2 separate regions of the Mus musculus genome follow, and region 1 is linked to region 2. The links are chromatin contacts, called in public Hi-C maps. All regions are on one chromosome and are shown on one strand. Each heading gives the region's core, a stretch centred on a gene start, on an enhancer-like site or on the middle of the called end of the contact. The rest is flanking DNA. Distances are from core to core; before and after follow the strand shown.

Region 1 (2,700 bases), core at 201-2,700, 170 kb after region 2:
ACAACTTCGGGTTCAATTCACAGCACCCCATGTGACAGCTCACATCCGTCTGTAACTCAAGTGGCAGGAAATTGGATGCCCTCTTCTGATCTCTTTGGGCACTGCACACATGTAATTAATACCCAGACATACAGGCAGGCAAAATGCTTTTCATCTTTGTATGCTTAGGGCTTAGCAGACTCAATGGTCCTTAGCAGTTTTTCAATAACTAGATGCTAGGATGCTCATCAACAGGTATCAGGTATGAGTTTCAGTGCACAACTGAGAGAGATGGCAGTGTCGCTCAAGACTAGAGTACTTGCCATGCAGGTACAGTACCCTATGCTCAGTCCTCAACACTGACATATACAAGAGTTCCATGTGAGTTAATTAAACTCCCCAACTCTCTTTCAGTGCAGTCCTGTGAGCTAAGTATCATCTCGCATTACAGGAGAAGAAACCAAGGCAGAAAGTAGCCACATAACTAAATAAAGAAAAGAAAGAATCAATAATGGATCTCAAGTATGTATTGAATAGGTGAAGAATATGAGGAGGAGCCTGGCATGTTGGTGCAAGCCTTTAATCCCAGTACTGGGAAGGCAGAGGCTTCTGTAAGTTTGAGGCTGTCTGGACTATATAGTGAGTTCCATGCCAACAAGACCTTCAGAGTGGTACTGTGGAGAGAGGGGGCAGGGAGAGGGAGAGGGAGAGAGAGAGAGAGAACCACATAAAAGCAGCGTAAGGCATTCTATTGAAATACATATGATAATTTTAAAGCTATTTCGTGGTAATCCAAGCACTATATTTTCAATAAATAGCCATCAAATAATGCTATAGAACATTCAATCATGACAGCACTTGCCATCTGTCTTTTCTGTGAAAATGGATGTAGCTCAGGCAATAAACCCCAACATCCCAAGGTCTTAAAATGCATGTAATTTTCAGAGCCAGTGTGGTTTGAGGATCCCTAACACTGACATGTAGAACACAAAGTGATGGGGAAACTAAGAGCTAGTTAAAGCCTGCCCTGCTCTTATCCCTAGCTTCCATCAATTGGGGCTTCAAGCCTGCAAAATTCACAGAACTTCTTTGCAAATCAAGCAGCAGTTGGAGTACAATCTAAGATGACTCAGGAAGCCAGGGCCTCAGGACCGAACTATAACCAGACTGTTATGCGACTCTGTGAAGCCTCAGAAGTCTAATTTAAAAATTACTGGGTTAATTTGCTTTTCTATGGCAAATGGTCCCTGAAAATGATGGTATAATTTATCACCCAGGCATGAGGATGAAAAGTTCTTGGTGTGTAGCCAGGCCCTGTCTAATTGTGTAAGTCTGAATGTTGCGATTGTTTCAGTTATCCTCAGTGAGCTTATAGATGGCCATGTTTTCATCTTTCTCTTCCACTTCTAGCATCTAAAACTTTTTATTTAAAAAATAGAAAAAAAACATAAACACCAGTAAATATTCAACAATACTCCACTCATTCATCTACCAATCCCTTCATTTATTTAATTCATTGGGTGAACATTTTCACTGAGCACTACATATACCCAAACATTCCACTGCCATGCAAGTATCATCAACCTAGGGGGAAGGGAAATCCCTTTCTCCACTTTCCAAGGACCCACACAGGTGAGACCATATCACTCCTAGGGCCAGCAGCGATGGTTGTTCTCGAACATTAGGATTACATTGTTTTGATACAGAGCTATTTTCTGATAATCAGAATACTGGTTATCATAGTAGGGGGTCAGTAACTGGAAATCTGAATCAATGAAAACCACAAACTCTCAGACCACATGTGAGATATGCACCAAACAAAGGGACAAACTGCAGGATGAACTTGACTTTGTGTTTGGCTTTACTTGTTTTAAATCAGCCTCTGAGACCTTCATAACACAGAGTTGAGTTGTACTAACATGTGATGCAATAAGGTCCAGGGGATAAGAATGGTTTTAGAGTCAGATCATTTGTTTTCAAAACTATTGTTATTTTCAACTCTGAAACCTTGGACATGTTGGTCCTCTAATGTGGTCTGTCTTTTAAAACAGGGGAGGGCTGAGATGCATTTGTAGTAAGCCTGAGAGTGGAAACGTTAACATGATTTTAGTCCCCTACTTAGAAAACAATGTGTGATGAAAGTCCTGTGGGTATACTGAGTATCTGCAACCAAAGGCTACAGAGCCAAATTGCCATGGGATTCCTGGCCAGTCCATGTGTACAAGAAGGAACCAATGGGCTTGGACAACAGCCGAGGCAGAGACAGCAGTCAACAGATAAGATGTGAGCTTGATAAACAAAACAAAACAAAACAAAACAAAACAAAACAAAACAAAAGGCTGCTAGTGCTATGTAATTATTCCTAACTTAACCTGAGGTAGTAATTGATGCTGTATAGCATGCTTTCATTACATATTTTTTTAGATAAAGTCACACTTGCTCAAGGTGGAAATAGCCTTAGGTCACATTCTTTTGGCATTAGATTTTCTTCCCACACTTCATCAACTCTTTGAGTACTATATTAAAAGTTTTCATTTTCTCTAAACAAAATGCATGCATGCCCCTAGTGAAATGTCTTGACTAGAAAAGTGAATGCACTGAATGCAAACATTAATTTTTAAGATTCTGTCTTGCGAGCAGGTTTAACAAAGTTTGTTTGCTTAAGAGATGCTATAGCATTTAGTATGCTCTTGACTGTAGTGTTCGGGAATTATCCCATGG
Region 2 (2,896 bases), core at 9-2,508:
CACACACACACACACACACATACACACATACACACACACACACACATTTCATTCAGGCAATGATGGGGATCCAACAGTCCATTCAACACTAATTTGTTACAGTTAGAATAAGTGGGTCTACATGTCATAACCTGGGTTAAACACTATTTAGTGAGTGGTTTCCCCCTGCCCGATATGACCAAGAGCCATAATTGAGTAGAAGTATAGAATGTACAGCCTCGCCAGGGCAACAAAGTAAGCCAAACAATGCAGGGTGGCTATGTCTGTAGTAATGGTAGTGGAGTTGTTGATACTCTCTAGCAGAGAAAGCTGTAGAGGTCTCCCATAAGACCCTTGCCTGCAACTCTACCTGTTAACTCCTGCTGTCACCAGCTGTGTGGTCTTAGGTGAGAGCTAAAGTACACAGTAGATGAACTGTTTTGAAAGGACTAGTCCATAGTGCACTTCCTTGACACCCGTGCTGGTGCGGGGTTTTCAGTGATGTGCAGCAGGTGAGCTGTGCACATTCTTGTAAAAAAAAAAAAAAAAAAAAAAAAAAAAAAAAAAAAAAGGCCTTTGCGCACAGTCCTAAAGAGTAACCTCCATGAACTCATTGGCTCACCAAGCAGGACTTTGGTAGAATCATTCCTCTAGTGTGTCAATGTCCTGTGTGAGGTGAGTAGACACTTGATAACATCTCCCCCAGGAAGTAGCTCAGGACTCTAAGGCTAGAGATGCTGAACCAGGAAAGATCTCTCAAATCCAGAGTTTAAGATCAGCCTGGCCAACATAGTGAGACCTCGTTTCCAATAAGACGGGATAGGAAGGACCCAAAGAGCAACTCCAACTTGAGAAACTATGAAAACATATGCCTATTAAGGATTTTCAAAAACAGTGTAGGGAAGAGGAAAGATAAAGCCTGTTTCTCTGACTGAATCTAAACATGTATTGGCCAGGAGTACAAAGCATGAGAAATAGTTCAATACATTATTTCCCCACTAGAGGGCAAAAATGACTCCACTATGCCAGGCTTTTCAGGATCCACAGTCAAAATGATTAATCATGGGGAGGCCAAAACAAGAAGCCTGAGAGAAAAAGAAAACAAGAACGAACGAACGGATGAGCATGCAAATGCAAAATCAACACGTTTGAACTTGAACTTTCCAGGACAGGGTGAGTTGTGGAAAAGGTCCTCTTCCAAACACTCTTCCCATTCTCCCTTTCACTTCCCAGGTTTTCTAATCCTCATTCTGCAATCCTCACTGGCACTCACTGGTGCGGGACCAGATCAGATAGATCTAGTGGGTGGGACTTTTCTCAGCACAGCAGGAGTCTTGGTGATTAGAAAGGCAAAGACTCTTATAAAATGGTCACAGCTCCAGTGGCCCTGTGCCAGCTGCAGGGGCTCCCTGACTTTTTCCCCTCGAGGAATCTTCCAGTAAAGCTGCAGCATTTACTGAAATAAAAGTACTGGTGGGTGAGGTGGCTCTTGGTAACATCTCTTTTCTCTCCCTGCTCTACCATGGCTCAGCCCCTTCCAGCCTCCCCAAGACTTAACCAAGATTACAGAAAGATTCCAGACCAGAAATGTGTTGTGTTTGGGAGAGGGAGGAGAAGAGGGAAATTCATGATGAAGCCTCGTTGCCTTTAAACTATTTATAATAAATTTCCACTAGAAAAGAGCCTTTGGCAGACAATCATTTTCTTCTGCTGCAGCATGACCAAATACAGTAAGTATTCAAAATGAAAAACTGAAAGGCAAGAAGAGGAGCCTACAGCTGGGGCAGGCTGTTTTCAGATCTCACACTAGTAGATGAGAGGAAACCAGGAGGGGAGCCCCACCTCAGCCCCAGTATCTCCCATTTTGCTGCTCTGAAGGGCTAGGAAGCCTTCTCCATTAGACAAGCCTCCTTCGTGCTTCACCTTAATTTTCCTCGCATAATTTTAAATACAGATCATGTCTACAGCGCAGCAATTAATGGATAGCCTAAAGACTTATTATTTCCAACTAATTGATATGTAGGAAAAGTTTAAATAACATAACAGGGATAGGGAAAATTTGAAATGATGTGTGCTCAGTGCATTTAGAGTTTGTTGGAGGTAGCGAAAAACACCTGAAGGAAAAGGGATGTGACCTAATGGAGAATTGATACAGGAATCTCCCTTTAATGTTTGTGAGCATATGGATGGAGAAGTGGCTCAAATATCACAAAATGGAGTTAAGATGTTGACAGGTTCTCTCCCACTCACCCCCGACCCCTGTTCTAAGATGCCTTACCAGAGAAATGGGGTTGAGACTGTATTTTGAACAATGTTGTTGGTAAGGAGGTAGAAATAAGAAAAAGAGGCCAGCATTTCCATCCTAATTTTTTGTTCTCCCTTGACACCAGCTGGAGGTGGAAGTCTCCAAGGTCAAGTTGACTTAGCTGCCATAGACCCTACCCCAAACGACCACCACCTCCATGTCCAAGGTCCCAGCAAAATAATGCAATGCATCACATTCCTGGCAAGTGTAGAATCTGCCACATGGACTAGTGACTTTTCAAAATTCACTAGTTCTATTTTTCTGCTTCTTTGGTTTTGTTTTGGTGGCAGTCTCCTGCCCACATGTAGCTCAGACTGACTTCAACTTCTCAATGGAATTGAGAGTGACCTTCCTTCCTCCTCTCTCATTCTCCACCCTTACCTCCTGAGGTCAGGTGATAGGCCTGCCCCACCACACCCAGTTCTAACTCTGAACTGCATGTAGTAGGTAGCCCTATGCTACATTTTAAGAATTGGAAAACATTCTTTGTTTACAACTTTCCCTTCTTGATGTCTCATGAAAGATCCTATTAGTATATTTCTAATATATTATTTTCCTGTAAAAATTTACAACACAAATCTCTCCTCTCTCCTCCCCTCCCCTCCCCTCCCC

What was found. A called contact is a pair of places that touch in the nucleus more often than the background predicts.
Region 1: a contact with region 2 is called in a Hi-C map of the N1E-115 cell line, with 3 times the contacts expected there. The contact joins two enhancer-like sites. A contact is called at or near these places in 2 of 484 Hi-C or Micro-C datasets (the N1E-115 cell line and embryonic stem cells), 2 of 115 datasets of contacts at active chromatin or transcription factors (embryonic stem cells and fibro-adipogenic progenitors) and 1 of 9 other capture datasets (embryonic stem cells).

What each region holds. Positions count from the first base shown.
Region 1 is chr2:135,609,306-135,612,005 of GRCm38.p6, forward strand. No RefSeq gene overlaps it. Among named protein-coding and RNA genes, the nearest start is that of 9630028H03Rik, 27 kb to the left of the region's middle. Within about 2 kb of position 1,451, at least 1 of the 459 cell types and tissues checked has an H3K27ac peak or open chromatin away from gene starts, as enhancers often do. A contact at or near this core is called in the N1E-115 cell line, where this site is marked.
Region 2 is chr2:135,438,668-135,441,563 of GRCm38.p6, forward strand. All of the region lies in intron 31 of Plcb1 (phospholipase C, beta 1), which reads left to right. Among named protein-coding and RNA genes, the nearest start is that of Gm31993, 100 kb to the right of the region's middle. Within about 2 kb of position 1,259, at least 73 of the 459 cell types and tissues checked have an H3K27ac peak or open chromatin away from gene starts, as enhancers often do. A contact at or near this core is called in the N1E-115 cell line, where this site is marked.